Linked DNA regions of Pan troglodytes: region 1 is linked to region 2. The links are chromatin contacts, called in public Hi-C maps. All regions are on one chromosome and are shown on one strand. The core of a region is the stretch at or near the end of the contact, and the rest is flanking DNA. Distances in the headings are between cores, read along the strand shown. Region 1 overlaps TMEM241 (transmembrane protein 241). Region 2 holds the start of CABLES1 (Cdk5 and Abl enzyme substrate 1).

Region 1 (6,186 bases), core at 229-2,728, 270 kb before region 2:
TTTTTTGAGATGGAGTCTCACTCTGTCGCCCAGGCTGGAGTACAGTGGCACAACCTTGGCTCACTGCAACCTCCACCTCCCGGATCCAAGTGATTCTCCTGCCTCAGCCTCCTGAGTAGCTGGGACTATAGGCGCCCACCACTTTACCCAGCTAATTTTTGTATTTTTAGTAAGAGACAGGATTTCACCATATTGGCCAGGCTGGTCTTGAACTCCTGACCTTGTGATCTGCCCATCTCGGCCTCCCAAAGTGCTGGGATTACAGGTGTGAGTCACCACACCTCGCCTATTTTTATATTTTTTTAAAGAGACAAGGTCTTACCCCTGCTGCCCAGGCTGGAGTGCAATGGCATAATCATGGTTCACTGCAGCCTTGACCTCCTGGGCTCAAACGTTTCTCCCACCTTAGCCTCCCAAGTAGCTGAGACTACAGTCTCAACCCACCACACTCAGCTGAATTTTTAAATTTTTTGTAGAGACAGGCTTGCTGTGTTGCCCAGGCTGGTCTGAAACTCCCAGACTCAAATTATCCTTCCATTTTGGCCTCCCTAAGTGCTGGGATTATAGGTGTGAGTTACTGCACCTGGCCTAGGGAATCATCTTTTGCTGAAACAATCTATTTATTTTAATTAAAGACATATAAATGTGCATTAACTTGCTGATTTTGTAGTAAGGCTTTTCGTTTGTGTGTGGATTGTTGACTGGTGTCCGTTTCTTGCATATACTACCCTTAGCATATACTCTTTGATTTTCCATTGAAATACATGGTTAAAGTAGAATGAGGCCTTTGGTACTTTGAAACAATATAAATCAAGAGTCTTTGCTTTTTAATTCTTTTTCCTTTTTGCCCTATCCCTTCACACTTGCCTTGCCCACACCTGTTTTGTCAGCCATTTTCCCAGTGATTCAAATGTATTATTCTTAGCAGCGGCTATGGTCTTAGGTTGGTGTGTGGTGGAGAAAGACAGCTGTCACACTGACAGCATGGTGGCTCTGCAGTCCACTGCCTCTCCTGTGTGTCTGAAGTGCCATGAGTGTGTGTTGCTTTGGCCCTGTTGGCCCTGAGGGGGATGACTTCGGAGAACACAAGCACCGGGGTCCTGTGCCTGGGAGGTGGTCCCACGTCTGGAGCCAGACGCTCACTCCGCTGTCCTCTAACACTTCCCAGAAGTCTGTTTGGTCCTACTAGTCCTGTGTATCTCTTTTCTAGTTAAAGTTATTTCTTTGTATTTGTGGGTAGGAGGGTTAAAATACAAGGTGTTCCCTAGGCATGTTTTCTTTTCCTCACATCCATGGCCATTCAAACACCCTGATGCCTCTTGGAATATATAACTCAGCAGTTTTCTTTGTTTTAAGAGGGCATGGAGTACACATGTCTGGGGCCTCGCTGACCTTACATTCCAAAGTCCTGGGCCTCCCGCAGTGAGGCCAGCTGCCGTTTCACCCAGCGCACCTCCTCCTTCCTCCTCAATGCCCTGCCTGCAGTATGTGCTCTGGGCTTCCTTCTGGTGCACAACAGGCCATGGGCCTGTATCCTGCCTCCCTTGATTCATGTGAGCTTAATGTCAAGTGGGAAAAGCCGCTTCCTAGAAGAATAGCAATTGACTGATGTCACCCCTGATCCATTGCAATGGAGGATGGGATCTTCCTTTCTCTGTTCATCTTTTGGTTGGGGGTGCTGACATCTATTACAGCACGACTAGTGTAACAGAATATCCCTCAGATAATTGGCTGCTTGGTCAATTCTCTGAGTGTTTGCAGCTTATCTATTTGTATGTCAGTGTCTCCCATTAGATTATGAGGTCCGTGAAGGCAAAATATGAATGGGCGTTTAACAGCTAGGGCTTTGGAGCCAGACAGACCTCAATTCAAATTCTGGCTTTGCCATTTACCAGCTCTTCTCACCGCAGGCAAATTATCTAAACTCTTTGTGTCTCAGTTTCCTCATCTGTACAACGAGGGTAATAATAATAAATACCTTCCTCATAAGATTATTGTGCAACTTTAAGAAAGATGCAGTATATAAAACATTTAAAACAAAAAATGCAGCATAGAACACATTTAAAACATATAAAACAAAAAACCAGCAAAGTGCTTGGTTTGTGGCAAATGTTCAATAAATGTTACCTGTGATGCTGCTATTAATGATAATTCTCAGCACCTTGTAAGTTGCTGTAAGTATTTGCACAATGAATTTATGCAGCAAGTAAGGTTTGAAGGCCCTTGCTAGACTGGAAACATTTAAATGCTAGGTTATCCAGGAAGTTGTACAGGTCAGACCTGATCTTGGATGGAGTGCTTGCCCATGCTAATAAAATTAACAAAGAACATTTCTTGAGCAGGCATCATTCCAGGAGATCAGTTCATTGAGTTAGTTCGGATTATTATGTTATATCCTGCTGGAATGGTTTCATTTCTTTTTATTCATTATTAGGATAACTCTGGGAACTTGAATTAGTAGATTGAATATACTTCTTTTTTTATTTTTTTGAGACAAGGTCTTGCTCTGTCGCCCAGGTTGGATTGCAGTGGCATGATCTTGGCTCACTGCAACCTCTGCCTCCTGAGCTCAAGTGATTCTCCTCCCTCGGCCTCCCGAGTAGCTGGGATTATAGGTGCCCGCCACCACCATGCCTGGCTAACTTTTGTATTTTTAGTAGAGACGGGGTTTCACCATGTTGGCCAAGCTGGTCTAGAACTCCTGACCTCAACTGATCCACCTGTCTTAGCCTCCCAAAGTGCTGGGATTACAGGCCTGAGCCACCATGCCCGGCCAATAAAATGCATTTCTAATTGATGAGAGAAGCAGGTTGCAACCTCAGTGATATGCACTGTCTGTGAGAACTAGGATTTTGATTCTAAATTGTAAGAGAAAAGCAGTTCCTGGTGTGGCTACAATTGAAAAATAAATGTACCCTTCGGAAGTCCTTGAAGGGTCCCTGAACCAGAATTCCAGCAATGCCAGGTTAATGGTTGAAAAAGCCAGCCTATGGCCACCCAACTGAAATTCTGGGATTCTTTTTTTCAATTTCGTCCCTTGAAACTGGTTCTTTTTGTTGTGATTCCACGGAGCTGTTTGGTGTAGCCTGGGTAAATAACCTTTTCAATTTTTAATAATTTGTAGTGGATTCAAAACTTTTGGTTACTTAAAATCCAAAGAATAATGTTCACTGCCCTTGGAAAAAACCAGATCTGTTCTCTCTTCCAAGCTGCAGCAAGGCGTTTACCATTTCCATTTCTGGGATCTCTTAGGCTAGATGATCAGTAATGATGGGATTGTAGGTAGGATGGCTTTATCTGCCTCCACCACTCAATCGATAAAGACCACATCTCACTTAACAAGTCTGCCAGGGATGTTTAGACAGCCTCTGTTGTTGTAGTTGATGCATCTGGAGGGTCAGCCTTTCCAGCTAGGTCTTTCTTAACAAAAAGTGGCAAAAGTGTTATTGCTTTTTTCCCCTCTTTTCAGATCTCATGTTCTTGCGTGGCTTCCTGCTTCAGTGCTGTTTGTGGGTATAATCTATGCTGGGTCCAGAGCATTGTCCAGACTGGTAAGTATTAGAGGTTCAGGGGAAACAACTCCTCTCTCCCTTTCCCCTTTGCCTTTTAACTTATCATGCCTCAGCTCAATAAGGGCAAAGAATCACTTTAATAATGATAATAATGGGACCTATTACTCCCTTTTGTTGAGTTGAAGATAATCAGATAACAGGGAAGGCCAACTTGTGTTACAAGGTGGGGATGCACAGGGAGAAGCAGAAGAAAGAGTAGTGGTATGCGTGGAGCTGGCCAGAGATGGGCCCTGCTGGGACTGCTTCCCCGTGAAGATGGGCAGAGTGGGAATGCCCCAACTCTGCCTGAATGCAGGCTGTCCACAGGACCAGGGAGGCAGGGCCCAAACTACTCCTTGCTTCTGAGGAACCAAACCCTGCCCATTGGTAATGTGGCCTGGTGAGCTTGGTCATGGATGCAAATGCCTGGCACAGGGTTGATGTCCTGTACACGGGGAAGCTAGTAAAACAAGCTGACTGTTTTGTCCTCCCACCACTTCTCGCAGGACTGAGCTCCTCAAATGCAGGAACTGTGAAGAGCTAAGTTACTTCCAGATACATTATTTGGAACTCCAAAAATTTATTTATTTTGCCATCAAAAGAGAATCCATTAAAACCATCATTAACAGAAGGTGGCTTAAAAATCAGGAATGATGTTAATACCTCCTCCAGTCTTGTACCATGACTACTAACTGTTTTTATCTATTAGAAAATAGTTGTATTCTGACTTTGGGGAAAGTGCAGAATGTGCAAAACATTTTAGTCCTTTAATGTAAAATTCTTGTTGTTATGTTAGCCCCTTAGATCTCAGCTATAAAAACAGTAAAAACAAACAAATAAAATCTGCCTAATTGGATAACAATGTTGTTGTTAGGACAGCAACTCCAAAGTTGCAAAATAGCAGTGAGGACTGTAATTTTGAAATTAAATAATCATTTTTCTTTCATGATTCATAAGCTTGAGTAGATGGGGTGATATATGCAATGGGGAAGAACCTTCCTGGGTGGGCCTGAGAACTGACCCACGGTGCACGTTGCTGCTCAGCTCAGACCACGAGGCTTGCCCTGGCTGTCTGCTGTGCCTTCTTTGTTCTCAGGCTCTTACCGCCTCAGTTTATACCCTTTGGCCTGCAGAGAGTGTTTCCTCTCCTACGCCATAGACTATTGGATTTTGGTAAAAGCAATGTGTTGCTCAAGTTCTTTTAAATTTTTTTCTAGGCTCTGGATAGTTACATTTGCCAGAATTTTGAAGTTTGAATAGCAAGGTGTTATGTTCATAATGATAATACTTTTTGTTCATACAGTGCTTTTTTTCATAGGCTTCCAGAGTGATTTCCTTCGTGTCCTTTTATGTGATTCTTGCAATCTTTTGACAGATGATAGGTGAGGCAGCTGCTAACCACTTGACAGAGGAAGAGATGTAGGTGTGGAAAGTCTTGCTAAACCTGCCTCTAGTCCCAGATAGTGGCAGCTCTCATTTTTTTGTTTTTGTTTTTGTTTTTGTTTTGAGAAAGAGTCTCACTCTTGTGGTCTTGTGGCTCAGGCTAGAGTGCAGTGGCACAATCACAGCCCACTGGAGCCTCGACCTTCTGGGCTCAATAGGCTCAAGTGATCCTCCCACCTCAGCCTCCCGAGTAGCAGGGAATACAGGTACTTGCCAATACACCCAGCTATATATTTATTTTCTTTTAGAGATGGGGTCTTGCTCTGTTGCCCAGACTGATCTTGACCTCCTGGGCTCAAGCAATCCTGCCGCCTCAGCCTCCCAGAACACTGGGATTACAGGCATGAGCTACTGCACCTGGCATGGCAGCTCTTCTAACTCCCCACCTTTTGCCTTTTCAGAATTGTTTCTTTAGGGCCAATGCGTATGGATTTTAGAGTGAGCCCAGGGTGTAGTAGTCGTTGTATAACATTAGACTCTTTCAGTTGCAAGTGTTAGAAAGCTCAAAAACTGGTCTAAGCAAAAGGAAGATTTACCAGTTCATATAACTGAAAAGTCTTGGGGTAGAAACCTACTTCACGAATGGCTTTGTCCAGAGGCTCCAGTATTACACTCAGAATCCAGTTTCTCTGTCTTTCAGTTCTGCTCCCCATCTTTGTTTCTTTTCACATCCAGCCCACCCCTATAGCAACAATGAGTGTTGTACAGCTGCCCCCAACAATGGGTGTCAACTGCAGCCTCACATTCTCACAACTTTAGTGGAAAGAGACCATTTTCCTGGTAGTTCCTGCATGAGTCCCAGGCTTCACTCTGATTGGATCAGTCAGGGCCACTGCCCATCCTTGATCTGAAAACTGACCACAAGGTTGGAATTATGTTGATTGGCCAGCCCTGGTTCAAGACTTCCCTGAACCATTCACTGTGGTTGGAGACACTTGGAGGCCTATTCATGTAGGATCTCTGCCTGGGTCCCAGATATGGAGAGCAGGCTGTAATGGATCCTCAATATTGGAGTGCTTTACCCTCCCCCCAACCCCCCCCCCCCCACACACACACAAAGAGGTACTGATACTAAGTTGCCAAACCCTCTCAGAAGACCATGGTAAATGTCAGTCTGGTGTGTTTTCAGGCAGTTGGGGAGTTCTGCAGCCTTCAACAACGCTTCTTGAGCTGTGATCTGCAGCTGTACTGG
Region 2 (6,186 bases), core at 1,465-3,964:
ATTTTATAAAAGCCTATCAGGATGCCAGATATGGATTATTCAGAAATAGGATGAAAGTGACTGTCAGGTAAAGAAGCATCTTCCAGTGATTAATTCATCTTAATGTGTGTGCCCAGGTGAAAAGGATCAATAAAACGCCTAAAAGATTCATATTTATAGGATTGGAGATGGCGTTCTGGATATTCTTTGGTTCAGAAATGCGAACACACAAGATCTTCCATATCCCCTGAAATGAGTTTCTTGGAGAAAGCGTGCGAGGTAATCTGATCTCCAGCTGCCTTTAGCATGGAGGACACATCTGTCCATCAGGAGACACAAGCCAGCTTTGCACACTGGCTTAGAATAACATGTGTGTTTATTACAATTCCTGTCATAACCCTCTTGACTGCTGGGCTTAGGCTGCAAGTCTGGAGTCACCATGAGCCAGTGTGTGATGTCAAGCGGTAATACTGAGCTGCCCAGAAACCGCTGAGTTTGCAGGACTCACCCAGAAACAAGGGATACCACCTCCCTGCCCTCACCTGCTGCGGGGGAGATGCATGCTCTGACAAGAAATACTGGGGTAGGGCTGTCACCTGTGCCCAGTGTCGCTAATTCATCCATGCACTTATGAGGCTGCTTCCCCGGCTCCACACCCCTGCTTGCGGGCCATGCGCACTCAAACAGCGAGGCTACATAACTAGCACCCTCATGATTTCACCCACTTCGGAAGAAGTACACTAGGGGCAAACTTGTGGATGAGGCGGGCCTGTTCTTCCCCCATTTGTCCATTGCGGGAGGAAGTTAAGTTTTCCCATAGGCACCTTCTTACTTGGGCCAGATCAAGCTTTCAGATAAGCATGATAGGAGAGAGAAATTCTAGCAGAGAAAGTCATTCTTTCCCAGAAGGGATAACTGAGGCCCCAAGAAGTTAAAACAACTTTGTCAAGGTAGGGTCTATGCTATTGCCAACTTCACAAGAGGCCTTATTAACCAACAAGGGAGGGCACTCCCTAGGAACGGATCTGCATTTCCCCACCTGTTCCCGCCTACTCGCCTACTTCTTTTGCAAGCTTCAGTTCACACAGTCCCAACCTCCGACTGCCCCTTAGAATAATACATGGTAACAAACTCTATTTCCTGAACAATAAGCAAACGTCCAGCGTTTCATGTTTTTGCTAAGACGCCTAATGCCGCCAGATAACTTCAGCTAACAAACAAGTAAAACAAGCGTTTAACGAACTCAAGCAAATTCATCTTGGAATAGGAAAAAAAACCCTCAAGCCCTATTTCCTCTTTGTTACCCACCCCCCTAGGCCTAGTTGGAGGCAATGTAAGAAGGGCTTTCCATTGCTCAGGAAAGCAAATGGAAAAAGCCAAGTTTCCCCGGGCCGCAAGAAGACTTGGAGCGCAGGCAAGAACTTCTCCGGAGGGTCACGCGTGTCTGCTACAAGTTCAGGCTCACACGCGCCGCTCAGCTGCCGGCCTGCACTGCTCCACTCTGCGCCCGGCCGAGTCTCGCCCCACGCGGGGAGAGTGCGCCTCCGGGTCTGGACCGGGTTTCAGGAAGTTTGTGATCTCGTGTGGGGAGGCTCGGACGCCGCTTTCTACTGGGCTCCTGCAACTCCCAATTCCCGACCCACTGCACAAGCACGGTGCTCCTCTGCGAATGCTGGGCTCGTGCAAACACGTGTAACCCCGCACTCCCTGGGGACGCCCCCTCTTTTGGGTGCCCTCGTGGTTTGGGATTCGGGCCCGGAGCACAGGATCCGGCAGGGCGCGGGAAAATGGGAGCAACCCGTGTCCCGTAGCCCAGAGACCGCGGGGAGGCTGGGAGCGCCGGGCGCCGGGAGGGACGCAGGGTTGGGTGCGCGTCGCATCCCGGATACTCACCGGGACCTCTGCAGCTGCTCGAAGGCGCTGGTGCTGCCGCCCTGGCCTGGCTGCTCCAGGGAGCAGTAGTTCTGCGAAGTCGGCCTGGAGAAGGCGATGGGCAGGATTCCCTGAGTGAACGAGTTGAGGCGTCCCCGACTGCCGCTCCCACTCCCGGGAGTCCCGGAGCTCAAAAAGGCGGCCGCCGGCACCTGCACGCTGATAAAGGCATCGTCCTCCTCCAACTCCTCCTGCCCGGCGGTCCCGGACCCGTCGAGCAGCTGCAGTTGGGCACAGGCGGCGAGAGGCGCCGGCCGGGGCGGCTGCCACTGCTCCCCCGACGCCCGGCCGGCGCCCAGGGGACTCGCGAACCCCCGCGCCACCCCGGGGCCGGACACGGTCGCATGGCCGCCAGGAATCAAGGGCGGCAGCGACGAGAGCTGTGGGAGGCAGGGGCCGGACCCAGCGGCTAACCCCGCAGCCGGCGTGCCCGGCGCGGCGAGCGCGATGCAGCCGCCCCGCTCGGCAGCGGCGAGCAAGCTGAACCGAGTCCTCGCGCCGCAGGCGCCGCCGGCGCCCGGCTTGGCCGCGCCGCCCTCCTCGCCACCGCCCCACTCCGCGTCCTGCGGCGGCAGCCGGCCGTCCAGCGAGATGTTGGTGAGGAAGGAGAGGGCAGCCTGGCGGCGCCGCGGGTCCATGCGCGGCTTCCGGGGGGGTTCGGGCGGCGGCTGGGCCGGCGCGGCGGCCGCGGGCTGAGGCTGGGGCTGCGGCGGCGGCTGCTGCAATCCGCTGGCGCCCGCGGCGTCGGTGCCGGCGCTGCCGCTGCTGCAGGCGGCCGTGGTGGCGGCCGCCGCCGCCGCCATTGTGTCCGTCTGCGGCGGGATTTCCGCGATGCCCGGAGAAGCGAGCGGCGCCCAAGCGCTAAGCGGCGGGCGCGAGCGGCGGCGACCCGGGCTGGGTAGGGCGCGGGGATCGGGCGGCGTGCGCGGCGGTCCAGCCCCCCCGCGGGCGGGCCATGCTCGCCCCTCGGTGCTCGGGATGGGGGCGCCGCCGCCCCGGCCCACGCGCACGCCTCACTGCCTAGCTCGGCTAGTTCGGCTCGCTGGCTGGCCGCCCGCCGGTCGCCTGGCCGCTGGCTCGCGGGCTCCGGGGCCGGGTGTCCGTATTTATAGGTGCGCGCGCCCCGCGCTCGCGCTCCAAAGCCCTCTTTGCAATAACACGGAATCACGTGTGGGGAATGCGACCTGGGAGGAAAACAAAGCCGCAGGCGGCGGCCGCAGAGGCAGGCGGCGGGAGGCAAGGGGCCACGGGAGGAGGAAGAGGAGGACGCGAGAGCCGAGCGGGTGGCGGGGCGGGGGATCGGCCCGACTGTCCGGGTTGTCGGAGCTGCCTGCTGGGAGAGTTGGCAACTCCCGGGGCGCGCGGAAGCCAGGTGCGGGAGGCGAGCACGTTTCCCCCGCGCGCTCGCACTGGGAATTGGGGGAGCGAGCAGAACCCAGTGGGTTAGGTCCTGGGGCTGTGCTCCTGGGAGAGTTGTGGGTCTACAGGACGGTTATGTGGAGCGTTGCAGAGTTTTGGACTGCGAGCGAGTTACTTGGACCCCGCAAGGCCGTTGGTCCTCAAGAAGTAAATAGATCCTTTTCATAATAACACGGGTAAGTCCACAGCCCCTATGGAGACTGTCCCACCGTAAAGCTATCGCTAACAACCATTGCAGTTGGGTCTTACTCATTCCCAGGCCAAGGATGCAGCCCCCGGGATAAATGCACGCCTTGGGATGCATAAGAGCCCAGAAGCACGAACATCTTCCATGTGGCCAACGAACTCACGCATCCCCAATCCATGGTATTGTCACTTTTCATCTCTCTCTTAGCAAAGGACAACGCAAATTTTTTACTTTGGCTCTGAAATGTGCTCCATTTTCTGTGAAGACCGAGGTGGGCTAAAATGACCTTACACTCTTTTCCCCTGGTCACCTTGCAAATTTTTGTAGATTATTATCTCTTCTCCCGCATAAACTGGGACCAATGTGGACAGTTACCCTGTCGTTTATCTCATAAGCACGTTTGGCACCTACCATGTCTTCTGTAAATACGGGTTCCTGACGACCCTCCCAGAGCAATAGCTCTGAATCTGGGAGGAGTCGCAGTCCCCACCCACAACGAATGCTTGTTTTGGTTGGGGGTGGGAGCGGGGGCGGGGACAGGGTGGAGGAGTTCACCTGGAGGGATCTGAAAACGTGTGCGGGTTTCCCTAGGCGGTATGGGCAACTTAACAAATGCAGTAAGGAACAATTGCCACACTGAATTAAGCTCTGTGACACCTAAGAAACCTGCTGCACTTTTGAGGGAGAAGCAATGTGTTTCAGATCAACGGATTAATTTAATTAAAGGTTTAAATTTAGCCCTGGAGCTAATGGGTAACTCTACATTGAAATTCCACTCCATTTCAAGTTCAGGAAAGTAAATTGAGTAATGGAGAGCAAATACACCGTCCAGAGAGGTGCCGCCAACCCGGAGTGCCAGACAGAGGGTTTCAGGTTACATTTGCTCAGGACAGAGATGGCACGTGGCCCTTTACATGAACAATTGTTGTTATATTTTATTTTGTGCTGTTTTTAGGCCTTTTGAAAACATGGAGCCTGGTGTCTGTTTACAGCAGCCTCACGTCAGTGGAGTCAAAGCTCAATGGCCAGCTCTGTGAAATTTCACCAGGATTTTAATTATTTTGGCTAACTACCTTGAAACTTCCAAGCCCTTTTATGACAATTGACTTAATTTACATGACCACTGGCCTGGTTGGGAGGCAGTGTTAAGTGAAAGACTCCAACGGTGCTCCTGTAAAATATATTTTCCATCATTCAAAAATGATAAATGTTAATTTCAGAACATAAGATAAGCAAAGAGGAGCAAAAAAAAAGGGGGGTATCACTAACAATCTCTTCTGTGGAAGTAACGTAAAACTTAAATTTTGATTTCTGTTTTGTATTTTCATATATTTTATACAGAGATATGTATATATATTCTTTTAGCCTGTCACCCAGGCTGGAGTGCACTGGTGTGATCATAGCTCACTGCAGACTCCTGAGCTCAAGCGATTCTCTCTGCCTCAGCCTCCCGAATAGCTGGGACTACCGGCACCCACCACACCTGGCTAATTTTTTTTAAAAAATTTGGCCTGGCACGGTGGCTAAAGCCTGTAATCCCAGCACTTTAGGAGGCCGAGGCAGGCAGATCACGAGGTCAGGAGTTCGAGACCAGCCTGGCCAACATGGTGAAACCCTGTCTACTAAAAATACAAAAATTATCTGGGCATGGTGCCTGTAATCCCAGCTACTGGGGAGGCTGAGGCAGGAGGGCAGGAGAATGGCTTGAACCCAGGAGGCGGAGGTTGCAGTGAGCCGAGATCATGCCACTGCACTCCAGCCTGGGTGACAGAGCAAGACTCCATCTCAAAAAAAAAAAAAAAGAAAAAGAAAAAATTTTTTGTAGAGATGAAGTCTCACTATGTTGCCCGGGCCTTTCTGGAACTTCCAGCCTCAAGCAGTCCTCCCATGGTGGCCTCCCAAAGCACTGGGATTACACGTATGAGCTGTCATACCTGGCCTTGGGTGTGTTTTTAAACAAAAGTGAAATCGGCTGTTTTGTTTTGTTTTGTTTTTTTGAGACGGAGTCCTGCTGTCTGGCCCAGGCTGCAAGCTCCGCCTCCCAGGTTCATGCCATTCTCCTGCCTCAGCCCCCCGAGTAGCTGGGACTACAGGCGCCCGCCACCACGCCCCGCCAATTTTTTTGTATTTTTAGTAGAGATGGGGTTTCACCGTGTTAGCCAGGATGGTCTCAATCTCCTGACCTCATGATCCGCCCGTCTCGGCCCCCCAAAGTGCTGGGATTACAGGCATGAGCCACTACGCCCAGCCAGGCTGTTTTGTCTCTTGTGATTTTTGCCTGCTGTGTTGTGATTATCTTTCCATGTAGAATATTTTTCTGCATGGAAGAATTTTTATTTTAATGACTACATAGTGTTCAATTTGATGGAGAGACTGTACACTTTTAAACCTGTGCATTTAATAAATTTGTGGTTTCCACTTTTGCTCTTATAAATCGATGATGACTTCCTTTGTTTTTCTAAATCTTGCTACCACCCAATATTATTTTCTTAGGTTAAATAGATGCTGGGGCAAATGGCATTTCGTGTTTTTAAGGTTTTCATCCTTAAAGGTTGTTCAGTCTGCTTTCTTACAATTTTGCTGGGTATTGAAATGTTTCTATCATCCCCCCAAAATATTTACAACCATGATACATCGATTAAAAAATACCAAAAAGTTTCCATCAATAT

The links. A called contact is a pair of places that touch in the nucleus more often than the background predicts.
Region 1: a contact with region 2 is called in a Hi-C map of stem cell-derived neural progenitor cells, with 4 times the contacts expected there. The contact joins the enhancer-like site here to the promoter of CABLES1 in region 2. A contact is called at or near these places in 4 of 7 Hi-C or Micro-C datasets (blood, induced pluripotent stem cells and stem cell-derived neural progenitor cells), 1 of 1 datasets of contacts at active chromatin or transcription factors (stem cell-derived excitatory neurons) and 1 of 1 other capture datasets (stem cell-derived neural stem cells).

The regions. Positions count from the first base shown.
Region 1 is chr17:33,243,278-33,249,463 of NHGRI_mPanTro3-v2.0_pri, reverse strand. TMEM241 (transmembrane protein 241) reads left to right here. Exons shown (of 16, transcript XR_010151862.1): 4 at 3,470-3,551. Among named protein-coding and RNA genes, the nearest start is that of TMEM241, 38 kb to the left of the region's middle. Within about 2 kb of position 1,478, at least 5 of the 24 cell types and tissues checked have an H3K27ac peak or open chromatin away from gene starts, as enhancers often do. A contact at or near this core is called in induced pluripotent stem cells, stem cell-derived neural progenitor cells and stem cell-derived neural stem cells, where this site is marked.
Region 2 is chr17:32,979,267-32,985,452 of NHGRI_mPanTro3-v2.0_pri, reverse strand. CABLES1 (Cdk5 and Abl enzyme substrate 1) reads right to left here and starts at 2,714. Exons shown (of 10, transcript XM_016933439.3): 1 at 1,873-2,714. The coding sequence starts at 2,714.